Linked DNA regions of Mus musculus: all the other regions are linked to region 1. The links are chromatin contacts, called in public promoter capture Hi-C and targeted proximity ligation maps. All regions are on one chromosome and are shown on one strand. The core of a region is the stretch at or near the end of the contact, and the rest is flanking DNA. Distances in the headings are between cores, read along the strand shown.

Region 1 (2,835 bases), core at 81-2,580:
ATCTTGACCTTGCAGATTCCGTGTTGTTGGCTTTCAAATCAGAGGGGTAGACTGTGAGGAAATGGTTGCTGCTTCTCATCTAACAAAGGACAGAAATTGCTCACATGAGATTGGCCATGTCTGTTGGGATGTCCAGCAAGCAGATCCTAATTTGACTTGAATTAGGATTATCCTTGTTGCCAGGGACCAAGAAAGACAACCAAAGATCAACTTAAACTTATTTCCATTGTCACTGTCTCCTCTGGGTCCAACGAGAAGTTGGAAAATCAACACGGTGCCTGCAGCTGCCTTGTTGACCTTACAGCTTAAAGGAACTTTAGGGAGAACAAAACACTGAGTCCCAACTTTCAAAAAGGAACAAAGGACAGGATGAATGTTGTACGGGGACATTCTGAATCATGTAGCTTTTTCCTAAAGGTCACTCTTGTCCAAACTTTGACGATGACAGCATCAGTTGCTTTAAGCAAAGATATTTTTTTTTTTGCAAAGCAAACATATCTCAGCCCCTCATTCTACCATAATCTATCTTTCAAATACAGGGCGTTCCTTCCCATTGAGAAGCAATGCCCCTTGAACACAAACAACACTCACAGTTCAGCTTTCTCCTCATTGGCCTGTTGCTGCTACATCTTGGGGCTTACCCACTCCTCTGCCTGCCTTGTTTGTCTGTTCTCTATTGGTGAGAGGGATTTTGGGTTGGTGTACAGGGTGATGCATCTATTCCTGTGTGGGCTCCTTGCAGAGCTGGGTGGGAGGGAGGGAGCTGCCAACTGCTGATGTTATTTCCCATTCTTAGGAGAACATATCCCCTACAAGTTTCCCTTTTCATCCCTGTCTTTCCTGAGCACCTACCAGGCATATCATCTCTCTAAGCAGCAGGAAGAGATCCAAGGAACTAGAGTGGGCAAGAATTCTCTCGCTTGACCTCCAGACCTGTATTTCTTTGCTTGCTTGCATGCTTGCCTTAGCTTTGTTAACCTTCTCTGGGCTTCTGGGGAGATGGACGAATCCCACCTACATGGAAGCATTTTACACCTGCAGCTGGGACTGAATGGATGAACTGCAAATTGGGCATAGGCCCTTTCAAGGGAGCTCTGTCCAGCTAAGAATGAAGGGAGATGTAAGGGTCCTGTCGTGGCCTCCCATTCTCTACAGATAGAAGGAACATTCTGCCTGCCTCACCACTCCTCCTCCATAAAACACAAGTGTTTTTAACTGCTATTAAACAGGACTGCCACTTGTCTTGTAAGGAACCTCCTTTAGTGCATGCAAGAAATGAGACCAGCCTGTCACTGAACGGTAGGTCACTCTGCGCAGGGCCAAATCAGTTGTGGTCAGTTAAGTTCATCTTCCCAGGCAGGAGGAATTCCCCACGTACTTTCAGTTCTGGTCAGAAGTGATCTTCAGTGTCATTCTTAAAAGGGACACTGATAGGAAATGACCTTCAGTGCTTTTTACCTTACTTTAGGGTTGGGTTTTATTCATCCATACCACAAGGTTAAAGCAGGACTGTCTCTATTTGTAATGTATTTTTTAATGAGATGGTCAATTGTTCTATGTGGTGAAAACGAATGAGAAGCATTATCAGTGCCTTCATTAACCCCACAAGGTAACTGTTGTCTTAAAAGCAATCTGCAAAGTGGTTTCCTGTACCAGTTTATCAGGAAGTTGTCCACAGTTGCTCTCTTTCTCTACTCTAGGTAAACAGGTTTTAGTCTTTCAGCTATTTGGTTACCAAAAAAAAAAAAAAAAAAAAGTAATGATTTCACGCTCTTCCCCCACCCCCAAATGAACAACAACAACAAAAAAAAAAAGTGTTGAGATGTGTATTCTGGTGTGACGGATCGGGTATTGTCAAAGGCCTAGATAGCCCTTACCAACTCAGACCTAGCACTGACTTCTGAGTACATCATAGAACACCCTAGAACCACATGCATTCTTTAAAGTCCTGTTTTGTAAAAGTATGTTAAATACAGATAATGGAGTCCAGGAGATGAAAGAAGACATCACCCAACTGAAGACCTGCAGGTAGTGAGTCAGATCCTTGAAGGCATAAGAAATAACTAAGTTACCCCTGTGTCTGGTCGCCTTTGAACTGTCCCTCATTATATCTGTCACAGGAGCCTCTTCAAACTCTCATTATTGCCAGGGTGGATCCACTCCTTCCTAGAGGTGACAAAGGCTGTGCCCACCTATCTCCGTGGGATACATTCCAGACATGGGAACTTGTCGGATGTGGGTCATGAGGGCAAGTGAGCACAGATACACACTGCTGTGGTTGCTGAGGGAATTCCAAAGGAAAAACACTTCACTTGTGCACCCTAGACCAACAGGAGCTCTAATATACATATGGCTTTGTCTGAAAAGCTACTAGAAGGGACTTGCTTGTCACATGGGCCACAGGAAAGTCCACCCCAGGAGGACTAATATGTCAGAAGGGCAGATGGAAATCCAGACTTCCTGACAGGCTGCTTTCACACTACTGGCTCCTCTTTGCATCATGACTGGAGTCCTCTCTCCAACTGTTCAGTGGCTCTAGCTCTCTCCCTGTGTATCTGTGTGTGTATCCAAGATGATGTTAATTCCATGTTAGAGAGGAGCTGAAAGAGCCAAGAATGCAGTTTGCGGCTCGGATACCCCAGAGACAGTTCACAGACCCAAGTCAGGGATGAAGGCTCTCTAGAAGGCTCCTGGAATGAGCCCTTGTTCAAAGGCAGAAGAACCTAGAGTCTGAGGTCCACAAGAACCTGCAGGGGAAAAGACTTCTGGCCAGGAAGGGGTAGTGTGAGCGGACAACAGGCTCTGTCTGGCTTCTTCTGTTTTCTGTTCCATCCA
Region 2 (2,700 bases), core at 140-2,639, 93 kb before region 1:
GAGGAAAGCGCGCTGAAGCAATCACTGACACCATACACACCCCCCTTTGATTTGTCCTATCTCACGGAACCTACTGGATGCACTGAAACTGCACAGGGAGCTGAGTCTCCAGGTGATGAATCTCTGGGAAGTGACGCGGCAGAGATGTTGCTTTCTGCTCTTCCAGATCACAGGGAGGAAGACAAGGCTGAGACCAACATCAGGAAACCTAGATACCAGATGACTGTGTTGCATATTCATGAAGACCCTGAGGCTCTTTCATCACCTGTGGGAGGAACAGGTTCCAATAATGAGTCATCTCCATCAAACATTGACTGGGAAATAGAAACAGATAATTCAGATTCACCAGCAGGTGGCGACATGAAACCACCAAACGGTAAGCAACCCATTACACTCCAGCAAAACACACACACACACACACACACACACACACACACACACACACACACACACACACACACACCCCTCTTCCACCATCAAGGAACCAGTGTTAATTAATTTAGTACATTTGTTAAAGCATTGCTACCAATGCAGACAGAGAAAGTAACCATATGTAAATGTAACAGCTATATTGTGAAACCTCTCTTTGTGCATGAGAAAACTGAGCAGGTCCACAAATGAAAATACTTATTAGCTTCCCTCTTTTAAGTGTTTGTTTGCAAAGACCAGAGACCATAGAATGTGTTAATTTAGCCTTTTCTTTCCCACCTTCATATTCTAGGCAAGGAGATACTGGAGTTAGAAGAAGATGAGAAAGTAATTCCCACGAAAGGGCCAAAGCAAACAGAATTAGAATACAAAGAAGAAAAACAGCCAGAGCAAAGTGAAGACCATCAGGTACTAGCTGTGGACTACATCCTTGTAAGCCATGAAAAAGATTCACCATTGAAACCAGAGGCCAGGGAAGCAAGAGAAAACATACCCGAATTGGAACAATTATCCATAGGTTCCAGAGAAACAGGGCTACCAGAGACTCAGTTATCAGGCACCCCAGACACATGTCAGTCTGAGTTTTTAAATGATGTCAAAGTTCATTCTGCAGAGAGAATGTCTTCGTCTTCCAACCACGAGAGTGCATCTCTTGAAAACCCTGCACAAGACCAGAGTTGGATGGTCTTGAGCCATAGTGAGGTTGGTGACCCGCCTACAGAAACCAGGGACTCGGGGCCTGAGTCTCCTGGTAGAACTCCGGAGCCGTTCTTGAGTCTCAGTTTGGACAAGGGCCCCAAGTCCCAGGTTCTGGAAAGAAATAAGCCTCTAAATTCTTTAGCACTAGAGGAAGTTGCTGGTTTGAGCAGCCAATCAAGGAACATCGAGAGACAAGGTCAAGCTGGTCTAGATGCAGTTCCAACCCAGGCGGCCACCCACGACAATGAATGGGAAATGCTTTCGCCACAGCTCTCCCGGAAAAACAGGAACCCTCCACAGGAAATGGAAGAAGAGACACAGTGCCCTGAGCCTGGACCCAGAAAGCCAAGACTGAAAGGGTAAGCAAAACACTAGATTTATTTTACATATATATAAAAAATATTCTATTTAGAAATCAGAGAAATACTGAGAGGGTTTGAAACATGAGGATACCAGGGTCAGGAGGTCTCTTCTGACATTTATTTTTAATTAATTAATTAATTAATTTTGGTTTTTCGAGACAGGATTTCTCTGTGTAGCCCTGGCTGTTCTGGAACTCACTTTGTAGACCAGGCTGACCTCAAACTCAGAAATCCGCCTGCCTCTGCCTCCCGAGTGCTGGGATTAAAGGCGTGCGCCACCACGCCTGGCTTTTTTCTGACATTTATAATAAGACATGTCATCAGCAACAGCAATCGCCAGACAATCATCAGAAAAAGTCAGTCGGCACCCACCCGGCTGTCTTCAGTGACTATGGGACAGGCAAGTGGAACTGAAGTCGCTGTTATCAGTACCTCTCTAGGACCTCCTATGTGCAGGGCAGTTTGCAGCTCACATGATCTTCACACGCTGGGCACTGGGGAAGAAGGATAGACTAGGGGAGCAAGAACTCGAGGCTCAGGGTGTTTCTGTAATTGTCTTAGAATCATCTTAAATGAACAGAGTGAATGTTCTGGGTTTCTATGCTTTCTGAAGCCAAAGAGCCTACCTTTCTTGTTGGCATACTGACATCCTGGCATGCAACAGTTTGTACAAGAAAACCCGATTTCCTGGTAGGACTGTCAGGAGACTCTCAGGAGGCTCAAAATTAGTGCACAACACTCCTACCCTAATTGGCTGAGAATTGTCCATCAGTTCTCAAACCAGTGATGCTACCACCATTCACTCACCCAGTGTAGGGCTTTTAAGACATTTTTTTCCTATGACCCTTTTAAGAGAAGCCAAGGGGAAAGACGTAAAAAACAGAATGTCATTTCTGCACTTGAGATTTGAGGTCTCCTGATAATATTTAAGATGTTCCTTTCTTTCATTTGCCCTTAAAAAAATTAGTGAAAAATAAGTTAAGTAGAAGGGAAGATATCTTTTTGCGTTAAAATGAAGTATGATCACATTAAAATGTATGTACCGTCACGTGTATGTACCTGCACTCCATAAATTAATTAATGCAATTAAAAGATTGTTTAACTGTAGTATAGAAAAGATATGTTCTGACCCATGGCTCCAGCTGCATATGTAGCAGAGGCTGGCCTTATCTGACATCAATGGGAAGGGAGGTCCTTGGTGCTGTGAAGG
Region 3 (2,700 bases), core at 3-2,502, 120 kb after region 1:
CATATTCACACACAACCATACACAATAGACATAACTAAAGATAAAATAAATATTAACTTAAAAATATCAACAATAACCAATATTCCTCTAAGTAACCCTTGCCCCTTTTTAGTTTCGGGAAGAAGAAAAAGAGCAGTCATTAGCAGATCAGGAAGTTAACTGGACAGAGACTTCCCCCTTTCCTTTTCTCTTTCTGAGGCAAAGTCTCACTGTGCAACCAAGTCCTGTGAATCTGTAATCCTCCAGCCTTTGTCTCTAGGGTGCTGGGATTACAGAGCTGATTAGAGACTTGAGTGGCTTCTCACAACAATACGAACCTCTTTCAAAAAAAAAGGCACTAAATAAATCCGATTTCCAGAGTCAACACTATATCACAAAATGCACAGCTACAACAACAAACACAAGACATGAAAAGAAACCCAAAACTTTGCCCCATACATAGGGGGAAAATGGTCAATCCTATCCCCAAAAGCAATTAGGCACTTGTCTTAAGCGACTAACTACTATCCATCCATTCAAACAAAACAGACTAAATAACTACTATACATCCATTCAAACAAAACAGACTAAATAACTACTATACATCCATTCAAACAACTTAAGAATTAAACAAAATTATGAGATAGCTAACCAAATTGAGACATTGAGACTGGCAGTAAAAAAAAGCATGGCACAGTGAGTCTATGAGACCCAAGTGACAACATGAAAAGCAAGTGTCTGGAAATGTGGGTAGGGGACTCCCAGAAGAAAAGAACAAAGAAAGAAGGACATGGAAAGAAATGTTTAATAATGATCGAAAAGCTGTATTCAAAATTGCCAAAATTTGGACATACGCTGTGCTTCGGTAAGTAAATAGATAAACATACTGAGGTATACCATAACTAAGAGCAATGAGTTCACAGCTCAGAGACTGTAAAGTGGAAATACGCACAGCCAAGACATAAAGACCTGGAGAGGACGTTCCTGTCACAGTTAAGCTGAGCTCAGCAATAGTTCCCACAGTGTGAGCGTCTTAAGCAGGGAGCCTATACAACTGATGTTTGGGTGGGATCATTCCTAGGCTCAGTGTAAGGTCATGGAGACAACAGTGGTGGCCGGAGCACTTCTGGACATGCTTAGCAAGTGTTGGCTGGGAACAAAGAAGATGTTCTAAGAGTGCATTCACAGGAGGCGCCTCCTCAGAGAGCCAGCCTCACTTGCTGGCTAACATACACGCAACAGCGACACATGACGGATTGACTAAAGGAAGTTGGTTATCTCAGCGCCACAGAAAGAAACCACTTGGAAGAGATTACAAACTGAGTCATGCCAAGTGCTTGGTGTTCTGGAAAAGAAAAAAACTTTAGAGAGAGTACTAAGATCAATATTTGTCAGAGGTGTGGAAGAAGTGGGGAGGACAAGTAAGTGCGCCTTGTTAACAACCAGAGACATTTCCCCATGTCATTGTGGCTAAGAGACATTACACAACCCCTGGGGATGATCAGCATCAGGGTGCAAGCTCACCAGTTGAGCACTTGTCCGGTATCCATGAGGCGCGGGTTTAATCCTCAGTGTTGAAGAAAAGGGTGGGGGTGGAGTTATATTAGTTATAACAAATATACCATGCCGGGGTGAATCCCAGCCACAGCAGACAGAAAGGACGAGCAATATTTACGCTATGGGTCTTCAAAAGGTTCAGGGATTGGTGGAGGCTGGTGCACCTTTCAAGAGGTTTGGAAGCTGTTTATAAAACACTTCGATCTCAAGCCTGGCCAAGATCCAAGGTTTCCTTTTTGCAGAAGTGCCTCAGGAAAGATGTGTAGGCTCCCCAGCAAAAGCCAGAGGGGCCCAAGCACGTGGAATAGATCTCATTCTAGCTCATGTGTTTGCCCTATCAGTGCCTGGAAATTTGGTTACCAATGCAAGGCAGTTTATTTACTGGGAAATCTAGATTTATAGACAATGAGACTTAAAATATTTCTCTTAACAGTGAACACCTCAAAGGAAAAAGACTTTAGGAAGCAGAAAACTACAGTCAGCATCCTCTCTCCTCAAAAAATAAATAGATGATAGGGTTAGTGAGAAGACACGGCAGATAAAGGTGTGCACTACCAAGCTCGACAATCCCTGGTCCCCTGGCACATGGTGGGAGGAGAAAACTGCTGACCTCCACACATGCACCACGACTCATGCAGGAGGTATACACACACACACACACACACACACACACACACACACACACACACAAACCTTAAACAAACAAGGAAAGTTGGAAAACAAAAACTGTGAGGTAGATTATATTGTCAGAAGGCTGCTAGAACAGTACTATCCTATGGTCTTCCATAAGTGACTTTGTCAGCCCACAGTTATCCCTGCAAACTCCCCCCCCCACACACAATTGACTATGTTGACCAATAGAGTTTGGCAGGAATGATACTGAGCACCGATGTCAGCCCATGTAGGAACATGCAGCTTCCATCCCGCTGCCTTGGAAAATGGGCAGTTTCTCCAGAATCTTCTTTCAAAATGGATTCCATGCTATGAGAAGAAGAAAAGGAAGAAATCAGAGCGTGGGACCCCAGCCATCAGCTCCAGTTGTTACAGGTGTCAGAAGCAAATGGATAAATCATCAGATGACTATCACTGTCACCATGGTCTTAACTGAACCCTGGAGCGTGTGAATGAAGAATAAAACAGACGGGGCTGCAGTCGAGGCGGTTT

The links. Capture Hi-C pulls out chosen DNA fragments and counts their contacts.
Region 2: a promoter capture Hi-C map of adipose tissue shows a contact between it and region 1. A contact is called at or near these places in 5 of 484 Hi-C or Micro-C datasets (3T3-L1-derived adipocytes, the C2C12 cell line, cerebellum and 2 more) and 3 of 9 other capture datasets (adipose tissue, liver and pancreatic islet).
Region 3: a targeted proximity ligation map of bone marrow-derived macrophages shows a contact between it and region 1, with 6 times the contacts expected there. A contact is called at or near these places in 1 of 39 promoter capture datasets (macrophages), 4 of 484 Hi-C or Micro-C datasets (the G1E-ER4 cell line, adipose-derived mesenchymal stem cells, embryonic fibroblasts and 1 more), 3 of 130 datasets of targeted methods (the HPC-7 cell line, bone marrow-derived macrophages and large pre-B cells) and 3 of 9 other capture datasets (adipose tissue, liver and macrophages).

What each region holds. Positions count from the first base shown.
Region 1 is chr19:17,217,026-17,219,860 of GRCm38.p6, forward strand. The region is part of intron 19 of Prune2 (prune homolog 2); the gene reads left to right. Among named protein-coding and RNA genes, the nearest start is that of Gcnt1, 140 kb to the right of the region's middle.
Region 2 is chr19:17,124,217-17,126,916 of GRCm38.p6, forward strand. Prune2 (prune homolog 2) reads left to right here. Exons shown (of 20, transcript NM_181348.4): 8 at 1-376; 9 at 722-1,487. Among named protein-coding and RNA genes, the nearest start is that of Prune2, 170 kb to the left of the region's middle.
Region 3 is chr19:17,333,824-17,336,523 of GRCm38.p6, forward strand. All of the region lies in intron 1 of Gcnt1 (glucosaminyl (N-acetyl) transferase 1, core 2), which reads right to left. Among named protein-coding and RNA genes, the nearest start is that of Gcnt1, 21 kb to the right of the region's middle.